Regions from separate parts of the Gossypium raimondii genome. Here region 2 is linked to region 1. The links are chromatin contacts, called in public Hi-C maps. All regions are on one chromosome and are shown on one strand. The core of a region is the stretch at or near the end of the contact, and the rest is flanking DNA. Distances in the headings are between cores, read along the strand shown. Region 1 holds the start of LOC105785680 (cysteine-rich receptor-like protein kinase 43). Region 2 holds the start of LOC105785682 (myosin-binding protein 2).

What was found. Hi-C and Micro-C count contacts between places; a contact is called where the count stands out from the background.
Region 2: a Hi-C map of leaf shows a contact between it and region 1, with 2.5 times the contacts expected there. The contact joins the promoter of LOC105785682 here to the promoter of LOC105785680 in region 1. A contact is called at or near these places in 2 of 2 Hi-C or Micro-C datasets (both in leaf).

The regions. Positions count from the first base shown.
Region 1 is chr1:34,729,093-34,735,874 of ASM2569854v1, reverse strand. LOC105785680 (cysteine-rich receptor-like protein kinase 43) reads left to right here and starts at 3,050. Exons shown (of 6, transcript XM_012611799.2): 1 at 3,050-3,715; 2 at 3,824-3,963; 3 at 4,554-4,764; 4 at 5,841-6,075; 5 at 6,201-6,351. The coding sequence starts at 3,652.
Region 2 is chr1:34,859,627-34,866,408 of ASM2569854v1, reverse strand. It overlaps LOC105785682 (myosin-binding protein 2), which reads right to left and starts at 2,621. Exons shown (of 4, transcript XM_012611804.2): 1 at 858-2,621; 2 at 641-769; 3 at 1-553. The coding sequence starts at 2,172.

The DNA.
Region 1 (6,782 bases), core at 1,801-4,300:
ATAATTATGTATATAAAAGGTTATATAGATTAATAAAAATATAATAATAATGTTAAATAATAATAATAATAATAATAATAATAATAATAATAATAGTAACAGTAAAATAAAACCGATAGTAAACTAATAAAAATAATAAAACAAAGGACCGATTTAGAATATAACAGAAATTTAGTAGCAAATCTTGACATAAATAGAAAAGAAAGGGCCGGATTGAATCATGGTGCAAAACAAGAACGACCTGGCGCGTAAATAACCCTCCCCGTACCAAAACACGCTGGTCAAGTTGCAATCGGATCGGGTCATCGGGTCTGAGCCTTATACGACGTCGTTTTAAGGCCACTGCAATGGGCTTCAAACGACGTCGTTTCTTATCAAGCAGAAGTACCCTAATCAACAAGGTTTTCCCATTTTTCCAACAAAACTAAAAGGCCAAAGCAGCCTTTCTCTCCGCCACAAAAGAGCAACCCCTCTTCAACTTCGATTCCGACGAAGTGAGCGAGGTCCGGCGACGTGTTTCGAGAAGGTAAGACTTCCCTCTCCTTCCTCTTTTATTTTATTTTGCAAGTATATGTAAAAACAAAAAGAACCGAAGAAGAACAAAAAAAAGCAAATCGGAAATCACCTTATTTATTATTCAATTTCTCTGTGTTCTTTCTTTCATAAAATGATCTCCTCCCTTTTATTTATTTTTTTATATGAAAAAGAATCAGAAAATAAATAAAACCAAAAACGATAACAGAGACAAGATTCCCCTTCTAAAAATTTCTTTTTGTATTTCAAAAATCCCCCCTTTTTACATCGTTTGGTTTCTGGCTTATAAAGCCGAAATACAAAATGTTTTTCTTTTATTTTTCACTGTTATTACGCTGCCTCTACTATTCTTGGCTGTTGTTTTCGTCTTTCTTGCAGGTATTCCTTTCGGCTTTCTTTTGCAGACGTTGCGGTCAACGGAGGCAAGGATTTGACGTTTTGGTGCAAGTAGGGGCTGCCTCGGGAGACGAGTGCGCTGGAGTCACATGGGCAGCAACGGCGCATAGGAAAAGAGGGAAGCCTAGGATTCCCTGGTGCTGTTTAGTTTTTGGGCTCTATTGGGCCGTTTAGGGTTTTAGATTACTTTGGGCCATTGAGGATTTGGGTAAGTAGTTTGTTATTTTATTTTGTTTTGTAATTGGACTCTTATTGGGCTGGTCAAAAATTGGGCGTGTACATCAATATTTTAATATTTTTATTTATATATTAAATTTTCAAATATGTTATAAGTTTGACGGATAAAACTCAAAATTGTACATCAACTTTATTCAATGTGCAATTTGATATTTTTTTAAATTTGATTTGGTGCAATGATACACGTGAATTTTTAATTTTGATTCAATTATACATATTCTAATAAATAAATACATCAATTTATTGTGGAGCGTGCCTTGCATTTTTTGCCGAAATAGAGTTCACGTCACAACAAGAAGATTCACCACGTCTCAACACGCGATGAAAGGCGTCCCGACGAGGCAGCAACCACATCACAACGTGACGACGTGTTCCCAAAGCTTCTCAGTTTTTTTCTTCTGGTTAAACTTTGATTATTTTAGGGATGTTTTAGTCAAATTTGTACTCAAAATTTAGCCTATAAATAGACACTTTTCTACCTTAGAAAGATTTAACCCATAACACTTTTAGATATTAGCTTTTACAAGTTTACAGGGAATTTTGTGTTTAAGTTTTGAGGTTCATTTTCGGGATTCAGGGTTTAGTCTTTATTTCCATCTTTGTATTCTTCATCTTTGCCAATTTAGTGAAATTATCTTTGCCTATGGTTTTTTATTTTCTTTCGAGGGATTTTTCCACGTAAAATATTTATGTTCAATTTCTTTGTTATTTTTTTTGTTCGTTGTTTACAAGAGTTTATCCCCAACATTTATTTTTACATTGAATAAAAACAATTATTTGTGTCTCGGTTGAGTTTTAGTTCGGTTGACATCAACATTGTTGTTGGTGCAAGAGGACGGGAGTTCGAGTATGTTGAAGTGTAATTTATTCCCTTAGTTACAGATGAGGAAGAGTTTTGGGTAGTTTTAACCATTATATTAAAAAAAATTATGTGTAGGCAACATATAACAATAAAATGGCGTTACATCGATAACGGTGTTAGTGATTTAGGAAGATTGATTCTAATCAAAATTTATGTATAACAACAGTACAAATTAAGTCAAAATTCATATATAATTTTAATATTTGTTTGTAAATTTATTATTATAAAAATTTTAATCTAATATTTTTAAAATTTATTTGTATTCTCGTTACAATTCACCTCACAGACAATTTTTGAATTTAAACCTTTAATTAATCCTCATTACTAAGTTATTCTTAATTACATTAGAGGCAATTTAACCGCCTATTCAAAATATCCAAAATCTATATGAATTTGAAAAAATTCACTTTCCAATTCCAAATTTTGAAATTTCAAATTCAATGGGAATTCACTGCTGATATTTATCTTGATCTTCATCTTATATAAGTCCTGTTTGATTTTATTTTAATTAGTTTTCGTCCATAATATATTCTTTGAGTCTTGTTTGAATATAAGAATGGTGAATTCTTTACATTGATAATACAAAAAATTACAGAAATAGTAAATATTGTTTTTATAATAAATTTAGGATCAACCTCAAAGCATTTATCATCACCCAATCATATTAGGTGAAACAAAACTATTTATTTTAAGTGGTGCCATTATATTGTTAAACAAACAAACAAAAAAAAAACATACGAATTTCTTTTTAAATATCGAATAAATATTGAAGAAATACAAAAGAAAGTATACTTTTTTGTGTTGCTGCTGGTAGCACCACTTAAAATTATATATATATATATTCACTTGAAATTGAATAATAATGAGTTATTTTTAAGGCTAATAGTATTCACATAAATTTAGATAAATATTTTACTACATGCCCTGTTTCTGTAATTATTATTATTTATTATTCATGTAAAAACCCGACCCTAAATCTTTCAAATTATAATAATAATAATGACAGTAAATAATTCATGCAAGAACAGTGCAGCGACTCGGACGGGCTGCTGAATAGTGAATTGGAAATCGAAGAAGATGATAGAGAACGAGTTGACTCACCAAAAGGAAAGAAGCAGAAATCCATTCCGAACAAATTTATATAACCTAAGGGTTTAATCTCAGGGGAAGCAAATTAAATTTGGGGAGAGACTCATTTTCTTATCTTTAAAAAATGGGGCGAAATGATGTTTACTGGCGGGAACAATAGCGGCAGGTATATTGTGATTGATTTGTAGTAGTGGCAAATTACAAGTGAAAGCAGTGCTTATAGAAGGTAAAAAAAGGGCAGATGAATTGAATACAGAAGAAAGAGGAGAGAAATAGTCTAGTGTCAACCAGCTAGTCAACACGTTACGTTTCCGTATACATTTCTCTGTTTCCTCCTTCAACAAAAGCTAGAAAATATAGTACGCCAAATTTAACATTCAAGTTCCCGAGCTAATCTTCTGCCTTCCTCTTTCTCTCCCAATTGTTCAAGCTCCAATCTTTCCCTAGAATTTCTTTCTTCTTTTTTATTTCTATTTCAGTTCAGAAAGTTCTTTCATTTCATGATCTAGTTTCTACCAGGTTTCTGACTTTCCATGACCAAATCGAAGGATTTCTTTCTAAATCTAATCAAACCTTTTAAGTTTATCTCAAGCAAAGGTAAAATGAAAAACCCATTTTTTATGCGGAAAAGTTTAGAATAAAGAAAAATAATTTGATGCTTTTCTACATGTTTTGATGATTAATTTTTCGGTGATCTTTGATCAGACAGGCGGAGTAGAGATGACTTGGAGAAAATAGCTCAACAAGAGCAAAAGCATTTCCCTTTCGAGATTTTAGTTGCTGCTACCAAAGATTTCCACCCACATCAGAAGCTGGGTGAAGGAGGTTTTGGACCTGTCTACAGGGTAAGATCGTCCTGCTCAAACTCTTGTTTGGTTGCCTAGAAATTTGAACTTTATTGATCTTTTGATTTATTGAATGGTTCTTTTGTTTCCATAAAAAATGTAATTGATATGACATAAAGGATTGCCGCAGATTCTTTTTGAAGGAAAAAGAAAGATTCTACTTTCCTAGGTATTCGAAGTTTCAACTTTTGCAGCTGAACAATATAATGAACAGCAAATAACGAAAATGCCTCGTCCTAAAAGGCCAAGACTACTTTAGGACCCCATCTCTGACTATTAGCTTTGATCAAAATCGAACCATCTGTTCCCTTAACCCTGTCAAACCATTTAGCCGTTTTCCCCCTTTAGATGCCAAGAAAAAGAGGCAAAGCATATCAATTTGTTAATTGATGTTGCACTAGAAACTAGAATGTTTTTGTTAGTTCAATCGATTCAATAAGCCTGCCTTGGTTTTCTAGTTATCAGATCTTTCAGCAAGCTTTACAATCATGTTGCTCTTGTTTTCTGGTTTCAAAGTGATGATTTCTCTTGTTCATCAACCTAGACAGTAAGGAATTTCTCTACCTTAAGGACTTTTGCTTAATTTATAGGGGAAACTAGATGATGGAAGAGAAGTTGCAGTGAAGAAGCTATCTCATAGCTCAAGACAGGGTAAAAAGGAGTTCGAGAATGAGGCTAGGTTGCTAGCTCGTGTTCAGCATCGCAATGTTGTGAATCTTCTTGGTTACTGTGTACATGGAGCAGAAAAGCTTTTGGTATATGAGTACGTCACTAATGAGAGTCTAGACAAGCTTCTTTTCAGTAAGTTGCACTAACTTCTTTGCTTCTACCATTTGCACAGTATGCTTCATGGCAGATTATAATGACTAGAATGGAGTATAATTGAGTGATTCCTTTGTCTTTAAAGAAGATCTTGGGCTACACCACTATGAATCAATCCTCTCCCATGCCATTAAAACCACCCCTCCCATTTTTGTACTTGAATTTGAGAACTCTAAGCTGGTGTCTGAAATTTTAACTTATTCGTAACATCTAGACTGCGCCTGATTGTAATTGTTAAGTCCACTATGATTGAAATTTAAACCCATTATGGACATGCAAAAGCATTTATATATGATCTTAGATATTGAGATAAAAAATACTTCTTCTAGTTCTAGACTCTCTTACGTGAAACTTAATTTCAAGATTGTGTGGTTGAAACTGACAATTAATTATCACATTATTTATCGTTAACTAGTAAAAGGATCCATGTCTGGAAAACGCAGTTCGTATATTAGCGGAAAGATGATGAGAAGGAATATTAGGCTGATTTGTAAGAGGTCCTGTGAAGTTATTTGAAAAAAAATGTGGGTGGATTTCATCAAGGATTTAACCTTGAGGTGCTGCTTTAATTTCTCCACCTCTCTTTTTTCAGCACATATGCTGGATCTATTATTGTTTTATTATTTCGTATATATAAATTTATTTATTTCTAGCACAGTCTATTGTTTCTCTAGCCTCAAAGTACAAATCTTGATTTCGCGGTGTTGGTTTCTAACCTCCAGATGTTATGCACTTAGTGTAGACAAATAAATGCCTACCAAGATTTGTAGAATTTTTCATTCTATCTAAAATCTAAAATGGGTTTTGTTAATTTCCTCCGAAGCTGTTTCATTAGATTTGACCGATTGTACAATATGAATTTGGATTAATACTGAAGGTAATCTGATGGCCAATTATAGCACAAACTAGGGGGCTCTTGGTGGAACCAGTTTTTAACAACTAAGTTGATTGTAATAAAAGGTCATAAACAAATAACATGATAGATGTTTCACCGATTTTTCATGGTTGGAAATAGAATTAATCAATTGGCTTTTATGGTGATCTTTTTCGTGCAGAATCAAATAGAAAAATGGAGCTTGATTGGAAGCGGAGGTATGAAATAATTTCAGGTGTTGCACGGGGTTTGCTCTACCTTCATGAAGACTCGCACAATCGCATCATTCACCGGGATATCAAAGCAGGTAACATATTACTTGATGATAAATGGGTCCCCAAAATTGCTGATTTTGGCATGGCTCGCCTCTTCCCCGAGGATCAAACACATGTCAACACCCGTGTAGCTGGCACAAAGTATGTTATCTAGCATCCTCTTTAATCAATAATATGACAAGTTATTGTGGGAATTTCATGATGCCTGTTCCTTTGTCCCAGAGTGTTGATTTAACAGAGTTTTATCTATGAAATTTTTGTAACAGTGGATATATGGCACCGGAGTATGTGATGAATGGACGTCTTTCAGTGAAGGCAGATGTGTTCAGCTTTGGGGTTGTGGTTCTGGAGCTGATAAGTGGCCAGAGAAACTCATCCTTCAACTTAGATGTGGATGCTCATAGTCTGCTTGAATGGGTAAGAAAAATATTACGATCAGATTATTCTTTCAAATGAGATAGCTTTTTAATGTTCATGGTTGTCTATTCTTGTGTGTTTGTGTCTTGTAAGATCACACGTGCACCAGAGTTGTCTTTTCCCAATCTCTCATTTGGTCTTTTGCAACGTGTATGTCTGCTGTCATGTGGACTTTTAAGGATCTCCTAGTGGAAACCGGATTGTGCCTATTTAACCTTTACATCATCTTCATGACTCATTTTAAGTTAGGTATATAAAGACCCCGCCTCATGTTTGAAATAGGAATCATCATCCATATTGTTCTCACCAATAAACATAAAGACAAGCTTTAATTGCCAAGAAGATTCAAACATTAACTCTATGAAAAATGAAAAGTCAAAGTCAAAGTTTAGAGAGAATGGATTAGTAACTGGCATCTGGGGGTTCTTGTG
Region 2 (6,782 bases), core at 1,372-3,871, 130 kb before region 1:
AGTTCCTTTTCGAGCTCTGCCTTCTCTTTCTCCCTCTTAACCATAAGCTCATTCAGAATCTGCAAGGCTTCCTGGTCATACTCGGACTGTTCTTCCATCATCCTCTGGTACTGCACCGCTTCCATCTGCATTGCTGCTTTCTCTTCTTGAAGCCTATTTATCATTGCCATTGTCTGATTTGCAGCCACCGCAGAAGCACTCCTCTCTTCCTCAAGCTCGCTATACAATGCATTTAAAGCTTTCCTTTCAGCTTTTAATGCTGATTTCAACTTGTCAACAGTCAGTACCCCATCACCACCCTCAATGTCACTGAAAACAATTCCATCCAAGGAATCTTCGGTTCCGGATTCTTTTCTGTCAAGCAATAACAATTTCTTGTGCAACAGATGGAGACTGTCGATGGAAGTCGGTGTATCCGGAACTTTATCTTCCTCAATATCATTAAGCTCTGAAGATAATGATATATGGTTTTTCATTGGTTGGTCACTAGTCTCACTCTCAAATGTTGCAGTTTTAAGCTGCTGCATTGTTTCTTCCTCAACATCCTTGGAGCCTAATGTAAAGGAATCCAAGATTAACAACACCTCAATAAACAAATTCTTAAATTAAAAGACATTTTAAATTTGGAATTAAGGTTTACCACGATCAGCATCTGCATGTAATTCAGAACTGGTTGAGGGATCTCCTTGTGTGCATTCATATAAATGTTGTATTTGAATATCTTCAATTGTTTCATTAAATTGCACAACATCTGTCCCTATTGATATTGCTGAAGAAATTGCAAAAAACTTTAGTCTTTAATAGTTCAATAATAGGCATTTGGTAAAAATTTATATCAAATTGGATTAAGCAAGTACCTTGATTAACATCTAAATCGATTTCCTCTTCTCTTGTTGTGGCATTTGGTTGAACATCATCAGCTTCATTCAAGGAGGGCATATTTGCTTGAGTGGTAGCAACATGTTGATCATCTTCCTTCTCCATCAAATCTAGCTCCACTGCAGGAGTTGAAAAGCCCTCCTTGCCATTAGGCTCCATTGGTTCATCCACTGCATCAATGGTTTCCTCTTCACTCACATGGGGTGAAAGGGGTGTCACTTTCTCCGCTGAACTGCAACCATTCTGCACAACCAACTCCACTCGTGTCCCAGGTTGCTGGGAATCAAAGTCCAAAATAACATCTCCAGTACCAGCAACATCTTCATCTTCCTCTGTGAACTCGTATATTTTTTGGCTTCTCATAGCAGTAGAATCCATCAATTCAACTGGAATCAAATGGCAGTCATCCCCCCCGATATAAAACTCCAGATGCTTGTTCAGAATTTCAGGAGACTCCTCTTTGGCACAAGTGACTTGAGTTAACCCCTGGTCAGCCATTGACACAGTTAAGTCTCCTTCATCCACTGATGATTGATCTTTCTCTATAACCACATCGTCTTCATCTCCATTAGCAGCCACTTGGTTGCAATCAAAACTAGAAACAAAATATGAAAACTCCTCTTTTTCCACTTCCCTTGGTTCAATACCTTCACCATCAGAAATGATGCCAACTCTCTTGTTTTCTTCAATCATCTGTTCATCTTTACGATCATCAGCCACAAAATCTGATCTGATTCCATCTGAAGCATTACCCTCATCTGCATTAATACCCTCAACTTTTTCTCCACCTTCAGTGATTAAATTTCCTTCCTGGGGATAATCCAAAACCTCCCAGGAAGGTTTAATCATGAAACAAGGAAGATTCCACTTTTTCTCCACCATGACACCACAACAAGAACACTTGAAATCCTCATCGCCGTTTTCTATCACTTCATCACCACCATTCTCCGACGGCGACGAGGACAAGCAATCCTCACACATATCTCGAGATTCAGAGAGTTTCCGATGATTTGAACAAAAACCCAATTTAGAAATCTCATTGGCATGATCATCACACACAAGATCTCTATATGATTTGTACTTTGATGGCTCAAAGATATGATCAAGCCTAGAACACCAAAGGCAGGGCCTTTTAAGACCAAAGTAATCAGCAAACTTGATGATCAGATAAGAAAACAGTGAATTCAAAAGGAGGAGAACGATCAGAATCCATTCTAGTAAGACGTAGACAAGAATAAGAGTGATCCTATTAGTGTTTTTATGCAACATGGTAGCAAATTTGTTGGCAGCCATTAATGATGCTCTGTGTTTTCTGCTATGTACAGAGAGGAGAAAAGGGACAAAACAGAAACAAAAAAAAGAGAAGAAGTTGTTAGATAAGAAGAAGACGAAAGAGCTTAAGATAAAAAGAGTTATGGAGAATGAAAAAGAAGTGAAATTGAAATGGTTTTTCAATAAGGGAGAGAAGAATCGGAAAGTCTAAAGAAATGGGTATTATATTTTTTCAGACTTGGAAATCATAAAAGGCGGTTTTGAATAGGAAAGTGACAGCCAAAGAAGACTGAAACCCTGAGGAAAATCAACCCATAGAAATCATTTTCCACAAAAACAAAAATAAAAACTAAAAAACATTGAAAAAGGTTTGAGTCAGAGTAAATAAAGGAATTTATTTTCCTTGGTTCTTTTTTTGACAGAATTAAGCAACTATTGGGATCTTAAACAACTAAACTGATATTTGTTTTAAGTGATAAATTTTCATTTAGCTTAAGCTTAAGGTTGATGCCAATGGATTAATGGAAGGGGTAGAGGTAGCCAGCTATGGCAGCCCCCACCCTTACAGTCCCTCCAGTCTGGTGTTGTTTTGTTTGGGACAAAGAAAATGGGAGGCCCCACCAACCTTACCAATGGGTTGGTGGAGACCACTCTCAAAGTTAAAAGTGGGCTCCATTTAGGACAGGTTGCTGCTGCTTCATGTTCTTCCTGCTCCTTTTAACTCTGTTTTTCGTGGACACTATTTATGCTTTTTATCTCTGCCATCCTAGTCCTTTGTGTGAGAAAAGAAATGGACTCTTGAATTTCTGTTTCTAGCTTTGGATTCCTTAAACTTGCTCTTCTTTTCTTTTCTTCTTTTTTTTTTTTTTTTCAAAATTTACAAGTATATTTACCTATACTGCTATATACTAGATATTTTATCAACTACAGATAGATGAATAATAAAAGTAAAATGATAAAATATTAAAATAAAGTTTTAATTAAATGGTAAATTAAAATTTTATTAATATATTGAGTATGTATAATTTTATTGGATTTTTAAAAATAGAAACACTAAATTAGCTTACAACCTATAATGAAATTAAGTTATTTTGATTCTCAACCTATTATTTTCACATTCTTAAATAGTTTAAGGATATAATAATATACCTATAATCTTATTACCATGTATTCTTTAGGTAATAGGCGTAAACTTAAATTTTGAATCAACTTACTATTTATTTTTATTATTTTGATCAATTTAATTTTTTATTTTCAAATAAAATTTTGTTCTAACTAAAAACCTCTAACCCTCAAAAGAAAATCTCTTTTTGTTAACAGTAAATTTCATAAATTATTATATTTATAATTTATAATTTTTTCAACATTATATATTTACTTATTAGCAAACAATTTGTAATAAAAATAAGAATTAGAATAATTTAACATAATCTTATGAAAATTGAGATTAAAATATAATAAAAAAACTACATTTATTTTTATAACAAAAAGAATTTAATAAAATATGCTTTTAAATAACCTTATATGTCTATAAAGAAATATTTGAATATTATTTTCCATCTAAATACATTAAAGAAAGTAGTGTAATATATTCAACATTTGATCCTATGTATAATTTCTTTTTACGAACGCGAACTAAATTTTACAATATAATTTTGTTTACCTAAAGGTTATTGCACTTAAAAGAATAAGAGAAATATTACCCAAACTCTAACTGATCATTTAATTTAACGATTGAGGAATGTATTTTTATGTTAAGAAATATCGAAAAGAGAAATAGTAATAGTAATTATAGTAATAAAAATCATGTGATTTATTTGTAGATTATTTTATTCTCAATTTCAGTTACCGTAATACGAATTTTAGAAACTTCCAATATAGATAAGAAAATGATCTGGATTTCAATAAAATAATGAATTAAAAATAAATACATGTTTATTTACTAAGTTGTTATAAATTAAGAAATATTTAAATAAAATTATTGATATTTATTTACAAAATTTTCATATTTTTATTTAATTTAATTATGCTGATTTGCTTTAATCAAGCTTTAATATCTAAATTATGCCCCACTGGCTTTTTAGGTCCTAAAATCCCAACCCCAAGTTAAAAATTAAATTAACCATTAAATATGATTTTTGTTCCTCTTCCTCTACTTTAATTTGTATCATCAACCTTACATAATTTCCAGGCTATATAGGATTCCAGCTCAAAGGAAATTAATCTTACAATAAAGTACACTCAAACAAAATCTCTTTTTTTTTTTAATAATCTTATAAAATTTAAGGGTTTTTTTTTTTGTTAATATGGATCAACTTTGAAGAACATTGTTCAAAAAGTTGAGTACAATTATAAAAGATTTTTTTTTGTTTTTGAAAAAAAAAATGTGAGAGAGCTTTCTAGTGTTTTTTTTTTTTTTGACCAAAAGGGCGGTAAGAGGTGATCCCACAAAGTGGGCTGACAAATTCTAGCAGACCCTCTACTTTTGCAATCAAATACATAAGCTTTAGAGCATCATCTAGAATTTTTAAGAAAAATTAAAAAAAAATCAGTCTTGTTTTTCGCATTAAATCCAGCTTATATAAAATATTTCCATTCGGTCCAAGCTTAAACTCCTTTTGATTTTTCTAGAATTAAGTGCCATTCCATTCTTTAATCCAAAATATATAATATTTGGCAAGAAAGTAATCAGGATTATAATAAATTTTCTGATTAAATTTTGCTATTATAATGTATAATTTGGTAAAATTTAGTTTTTAAAATTTTGAAATTTTAATTTTGACTTAAATGGTAGAATTTGATTCCGTTAAATCAAATTTTATTATTTGTTACGGCGAAGATGGGAGGTTTGTGTCCGACATATTCCGAGATATCAAAATGGGGTTGCGGACCACATGGCTAAATATGCTGATACAGGGGACTATTTGTTCCGTTTATTTGCAATTGCACCAGTTTCTGTTAGAAATTTGTTGCATGAAAATCGTAATGGGCCTAGATCCTTTAATTTATGAATTAGTTGTTGTAATCGTCTAGTGCTGTCTCTTTTTTACCTAAAAAAATATAAGTTGTAAATTTAGTTTATCTTCTATATTTTCATTATTTTTAACACATCTTCTCAATATTAAAATTTTAGTCCCAACTCAAAAGCGAGTATTAAATCCATTAATTAAAATAATATGAATTTTTTGAGAATTTTGTATAAAAATAATAAGTTGATATCACATTATATATATTATAATATATTTATGGTGTAAAATTTTAAAAATAAAAGAATTTAACATAATAAATTTAAGTTGAAAAAATATAAAAACTAATAAAGATTCTAACTGACTGATAACTAAAATTATTAAAAAAGCATTTAACATAAATTATAGATGGTGGATGAAACGAGATTTTCAGTATACGGAATTATGAATTTATGATTATAAAAATTGAAAAGGGTCATCGCGTAGTGAGGGATGGCTTGGGACATCATTCCACACGGTTGGCGAGGTTACTTTCACATTATTATCATCAAAGAAATCGTCAAACTGTATTTGGCTTAATCATTCAATTCAACAATGACAACCAATGAAATATAGTAATTAATGTATTTCTTAAGCATTGTTTTAGTTAGATAAGGGGGGCATATTTTTTTATTAAAACTCAGAACTACAAGCCATCAAGGCTTAACGAGTGCAGTAAAAATGGGTCACAATATGATCAATAAATTTTAAGTTCATACTTAACCCAATTACATCTCTGTCAAATCAGATTAGAGTAATTAACTTCAATTTTAGTAAACAAATTAATGCATTTGTTCAATTTGGTTTCCCATATTAGAATGTTGCAAAAATGGAGCAAATTAAAGGGAAGGTGGTAGAGGCTGAAATGCATACAATTAAATTAGATTGTATGATTCGGTTGAGATAAGCACCAGCCCTAGTTGAAATGTCCAAATCTATAACTTAATTCCCTTGGATTTTCTGGATTCCCCCATCCCCCCCCCCCCCCCCTTTTTATACTCCATGTATCAAACAACGTGAATTTTGAACCAATTTCGATATCATATAAATGATGGCTAAACTTGACTGGAAAACAATTTCCGATTTTAATAAAAGAATAGTGCTCTAGCTCATGGATCATACTTAATTTAATATAAGTATATTGCTAAATAAGTGTTTTAAGATTCGATATTGTATAAAAAAATTAATGGAGTTCTTCTGTTTATTTTTAATTAGGAGTTTTGTTTTTAAAATGAATTTTTTTGTCATATAAAAATTTTAGGTGAGGAGGAGTTATTTCAGTTTAACTTTAGGGTATGCTCACGTCTCACAAAAGTTGAAATTACAAATCAGCCATCAAATAAGATTGATGTAAAACTTGAATCTTGATACTGATTAAAGTGCTAATGAATAGTTGAATACTCAATCAATTGAATTAACTCACATTAAAAGAAAAGGAAGAATTCTAAATGGTCATAAAAATGTTATAATGTGAGATGAGTTTATAAAACTGCAAGTTGAAGATATGAAAAGAGGAAAAGAAAATCAAAGTCACAGGCGGGCTTGAATATATATATATGTTCAGAAGACAAGACAGTAGTAAAAAAAAGACATTATTGGGAGCTGTTTAGACAAGAAATTTGTTCC